Regions from separate parts of the Mus musculus genome. Here region 1 is linked to region 2. A link is a contact called in public HiCAR-type data. All regions are on one chromosome and are shown on one strand. Each heading gives the region's core, a stretch centred on a gene start, on an enhancer-like site or on the middle of the called end of the contact. The rest is flanking DNA. Distances are from core to core; before and after follow the strand shown.

Region 1 (2,700 bases), core at 137-2,636, 600 kb after region 2:
TTGCCTATAATCCCAGAATTACTCTAAAGTCTGGGGCATGGGGATTCTATGAGTTTGAGGGCAGCCTGGGTTCAACAGTTAAACCCTCTCTAAAATCAAATCAGGCCAAACACAAGGAAAAGAAAACACGCACGCACACACACACACACACACACACACACACACACAAGCACACTCAGGCACACTCCACACACACATATGCACACAAGTAACACTACCATCCGAACCCAAGTCCACTGGTTTAGACTCTGCCCATTCGCTAAGGCAGTGTGGCTAAAATACAGTCTCTAACTTTAGACAAATCTGTCAATTATTAATGTGAAACATTAATGGTATTCTAGAATCTTCCATATTCTCATCTAGCATAAAGGAAATAATGATGCTCCCATGGGCTTGTGCCATGCCACGTGAGATACAACTGGTATATGGTGTTTTGGGGTGTGTGACCTGGTATTAGACCACACCCATTCCATCAGATGATTCATTTAGTAAATTAACAATATAAGTTTAAAATTAGCTCCTTTTAGTGTTCATAGTCTTCACATAGTTTTCTTCTGAGGCAGGGACTTGTTATGTCTCCCAGGTTTGAACTCAGGGTCTTCCTGTCTTAGATTCTTAATGCCACCACATCAGCCAACCTTCACATGCATCTTAGGGTAATATACAGAGATGGATATTCTATTCATCATCTTTGGTGCACTGTAAATCACCTTTTAATTTCCATGAGTGTCTCTTATATCTTTTTAGCCAGGATTATCAGAAAGCAGTAATGTAAGCATGACTGAGCACACACAGGGAAAGAAAAGCATTTGTGAAGTTACTTTTGATGCAATCAGCATATGACTCAGTGCTGGCCCAGCACTCAACTTGGCTACACCGTGTGCACAAATCTTACAGCCACTAAGTCAGATCATGCTGGTCTTCGTGACCTTGTCGACCAGGGCGTGGTCTCTGTTACTGCTGATTGCTTCCCAGGACAATTAGGGGAGGTGATCACAACTAAGATTGGAAGTGGCGGCCATAGTCCTTAAGTGGCTCTACCCTGAAGGATTTAAGGATTGGGTGACTTCTTGCTTTGATAGATATCAGCTATTTTTTTTTCTTCCTGTACAGAGGGACCTAGCAGGTAGGGTATGCTCCTCTGCCACAGTCCACAGATTTTTCAAGATGTCAACCCTGTCCTTCTTTCCATCAAATAGACTTTCATTAGAATGATTCCCCAGTGGGGGTGTTTCAGAAAGACAGCTATTTATTGTTCTTGACTCAGCCTTTAAATATTTTTTATGTTGTGTCTTAAACTTTTCATTCCCTTCCTCTAAGTCACCCATAAACTGCAGCTGCATTAAATCAGCAAAACAAGTCTCTCGTCAAAGTGCAGGCTACCCTAACGGGCTCTCCCAGGCCCTCACACACTCATGGGCTCCCTTGGGAGTCTCGCTGAGATATGACCTCACAGGCAGAAGTACGTGACGAAGGCAATGCAGACAGTCTCCATCCAGTTACTGTACCTTACACCGCATCTGCTCTGCATGAAGTTCCTCATGGTGGTCAGGTAGAGGCTGAGATAACCTCTTTTTGAACATTCGGAGCTTCTCCAGAGAATTGGCTATCCCTCTCTCACATTTTTCCCAGTCCTATCAATAGAGGAGAAATAAATTGTATACATTTTTCTTTTTTTGGTGAGAAATTGCAAAACTATAAAATGAAAATAAATATTTGCTTTAATTGCCAGGGATATAATTATACCAGTGAATTGTGGGAAGGCAGGTCCACACTCACTGCCATTTTGAACATCATCATGTCTTTATCATCATAAGAGTTCAGTTCAACTTGACTCTGTGACTCTTTGGCTGTTTGTCTCTATGAAGCATGTGGTAATACACTTTTCTTGAGAAAATGGAAGTAAATTCTACAGTTGTGGAAGAATTAATGTCAGCAATGGCTATCAGGGCACCAAGCAAGCACAATATCCAAAGAATGTTTAACTTTGGATATTTAAACATGGAGTCCGAATCAAACACTGGGCAGAGTGGGAAAGTCATCTCGTTCCTGTCTCTCTCCCTATTCACACACAAGAGCCCTGAGTATCTACTTGCTCCCAAATGTACCACGGGGCTGTAACGCAATGAGACAAAACGCATCTTTTTGGAATCCAAACAAGCAGGAGTAAGAGAAAGACAGAATGTAAAGATGATATAATCTTAACTCTGATTCGCTCTAGGCATAGTATGAACCACCCACATTTGGTGTGCAAGCACACAAGAACCGCAGGTATTACAGACATGGTGTCTGTCTGGCTTCCCTTGGCTTGTGCTGAAATATGTCTGGAAGAGTTATGTGTTAACCCTGAAACACCTACTCAGCAGGAACTGGAAGAAATATCTGTCTCGTGACACATGCTGTGACACTGACGCAGGATATGTGGCCGAGAATGACAGCCTCGTGCATGTTGGATACCTGATTGAAGTCAAGGAAAATTATGCCTGGTGTCTGCCCATTTGGAAACGTGACACACCAAACTGGTAACAGGGGCTGCCTCTTGGGAATGGCAGCCAACTTGGGAAGGTGCTACAAGGGTGATTTCAACATACCACAACTACTACCTCAAGTTTTTAATGGCACATTTATTTTTTGTCTAATTCTTAAACTAAAATTTAAAAAAGGAATGTGAGAGGAACCATGCTGAGTGTTGATTTTGTT
Region 2 (2,700 bases), core at 192-2,691:
GCTATATTACTGCAGCACTACAAGGCACTGTGAGGTCGTGTACGGCACCCCATAAATAAGCATGGCTCTAATGTGTCAATTAAGACAGCACAGCTGTGTTTGCAGAACTAGTCACAGGGTTTAAATTATTAGGTATTCAATAACAGAGGGCTGATAAAGAATGTGTGGCATATATATCTATTTACACACACACAAACACACATATGGATTTTTTTTCAGTTTTAATGAAAAATGCAGAAAAATGGATGCAACTGAAGATAATTACAACAAGTGAATTAAGCCAGCTCCAGAAGGACACATTTTCTCTCATTTGTAGTTGCTAGATTACATGTGTGTGTGTGTGTGTGTAAATCATGTATATATGTGTGATATAGAAGTAGAAGAAACTGTCTACAGGGCAAAGGGGCCTCATGGGGGACAGAAAAGATAGTGGGGTGTACTAGGAGAGGAGTTATGCTAAGCATAAAATATATACTTGTACAAAACCCTCAAAAAGTTAAAAAACAAACAAAGAAACCACTGTCAAGGTCATGCAACCCGGAGAGCCAGCAATGGATGCTTCTAGAATGGATGGATGGAATCTAAGAAAGGCAGCCTCAGTCCTGATTTCCTGTAAGTTTCCAGCATTACAAATGTCCCCAGGGCTTTCAAGCAATGTGACTGCGGGGGAACAATTTTAGTTTCTCTTACTAAGGCAAACTCCTCCGCCCAACTTGGTTTTCTGTTGTGGGATATCTTCACTCCTCCATTTGGCAGCTGTGTGTCCTTGGCTTTTGCTTTATCCCACTGTGACCATTGGCTTATTTGGAAAATGGATTATTCTAATATTCACTTCCAAATCTCTGGGGGACCACTTGTAACTGTTGGTGAAAGGCCACCCACCTACGAGGATGTCGATGTCGCAAGAAGCCACGGGGTTACCCAGCAAGGCATTGCCACATCTGTGCTTCTAGGTGGACTTGTTGAGAAGGCGAGATGAGAAAAGAACGTTCACTCACCAGGGCAGGCCACATGCTTTGCAGATTCGGGTACAAAGTGCATGCACACTCTTGTGCAAAGCAAGCAAGCAAGCAAGCAAGCAAGCAAGCAAGCAAGCAAACAAACAAACAAACAAAAAGCTAAGATTGGATGAACCTGTGGCTCCGTTGTTTGAGTGCTTGCCTAACATACCTGAGGCCCTGGATTCAGTCTCCAGCACCGTCTAAAACCTGCTGTTTGCATTTACAGTGGTAGTGTGTTCCTTCCCCCTTAAGAGCGATCTTTCTCCCTAAGAGTCCTTGGTAGCTAGGAGGACTTGCCTCTAAGGGATAATTGCCTTGTGGCCTGCGGGTCTCAGAGGAGGCTTTGGCCACTGGCTAGTGCAGGCAACAGGCACCGCCTCCAGTTCTGTTTACTTGTTGCTCCAGGAGACGCACCCATGCCCGGAAATCTGTGCGCTCACAGTGCTCCTGCATCTTGGGTCCCAGCAGCATCTCCCGACCCAGCCAGCATGAGCCACAGCAGCTCCTTGGGCTCCGGGAGTCCGGAATGTCCCTGCAACTCCTCACCTCCAGAGGTAGAGTTCCCGCAGCTGCTGCCTGGGAGGGGCGCGGGCATCTTCTGTTTGCACAGTGTCCTGGGTGGGATTGGAGCAGCTCAGTTCCCACAGGGGCAGTGGTCAGAAATGGCAGGCCTTGAGGTGGTGCCACTCTGACCACTAAGATTGGCTAAATTCCACAGAGTAGCCTCTCCTGCGGTTCCTCCTCCGCCCTATCCCCAGGGAACAAAGGGATTGCTCCACTGAACTTAATTTTCGATTTAGAGCAGTGTCTTTCTAATTTAGAGGTGGCAGGATTAGCCCTGGGCCTCTCAAGGCCTGTAGACTGCTTATCGTTCCCAAACAGCAAGCGTGCTTAATTACTCCTACACCATACTTGGCATTGGGGGACTTACAGGTGTCACACAGAAGTAGGCAAGTTCTGGACCTGTCTGGAGTCTTCTTCAGGGATCCTCGAACCCTTCCCCTCAACCTCTTACCCCTGTGTGTGTGTGTGTGTGTGTGTGTGTGTGTGTGTGTGTGTGTACACGTACTGCCCCTCTAACCTGGGAAGGGTCTCAGGGCATATCCACCATATGTATCTTCTTAACAAAATTAGTTTTAAAACGCAGGTTGGATTCTCCAACATTCTATGAGAATTCAGTTTTTCAGCACATTTGGCTATCCCCTCCCTACACTTCTACGTTTCTCTGCTTCTTCACTTATTTGTGGGAAACCAGTAAGTACAGTGATATGTAAATAAAACTAGTTTTATGCCGGGAGTGGTGGCACACGCCTTTACTCCCAGCACTCGGGAGGCAGAGGCAGGCAGATTTCTGAGTTCAAGGCCAGCCTGGTCTACAGAGTGAGTTCCAGGACAGCCAGGGCTGTACAGAGAAACCCTGTCTGGAAAAACCAAAAACAAACAAACAAACAAACTAGTTTCATTCCCTGATAATTTTATATTTTATCCTAATGTAGTCTCTATTCTCTGTGAATTAAGATGGCTGGGTCATATATAAGCATGTGATTGTCATTTGCATATCTTTTTGTTTTGTTTTGTTTTGTTTTGTTTTGTTTTCGAGACAGGGTTTCTCTGTATATCCCTCCCTGTCCTGGAACTCACTTTGTAGACCAGGCTGGCCTCGAACTCAGAAATCTGCCTGCCTCTGTCTCCCGAGTGC

Evidence for each region. HiCAR-type assays count read pairs that join an accessible place to other places.
Region 1: a contact with region 2 is called in a HiCAR-type map of fibro-adipogenic progenitors, with 5 times the contacts expected there. The contact joins the enhancer-like site here to the promoter of Ccdc170 in region 2. A contact is called at or near these places in 1 of 39 promoter capture datasets (the C10 cell line), 3 of 115 datasets of contacts at active chromatin or transcription factors (embryonic fibroblasts, fibro-adipogenic progenitors and large pre-B cells) and 1 of 9 other capture datasets (liver).

Annotation. Positions count from the first base shown.
Region 1 is chr10:5,085,160-5,087,859 of GRCm38.p6, forward strand. Syne1 (spectrin repeat containing, nuclear envelope 1) reads right to left here. Exons shown (of 146, transcript NM_001347711.1): 126 at 1,509-1,634. Among named protein-coding and RNA genes, the nearest start is that of Gm51757, 240 kb to the right of the region's middle. Within about 2 kb of position 1,387, at least 42 of the 459 cell types and tissues checked have an H3K27ac peak or open chromatin away from gene starts, as enhancers often do. A contact at or near this core is called in embryonic fibroblasts and fibro-adipogenic progenitors, where this site is marked.
Region 2 is chr10:4,481,074-4,483,773 of GRCm38.p6, forward strand. Ccdc170 (coiled-coil domain containing 170) reads left to right here and starts at 1,442. Exons shown (of 11, transcript NM_001370992.1): 1 at 1,442-1,555. The coding sequence starts at 1,490.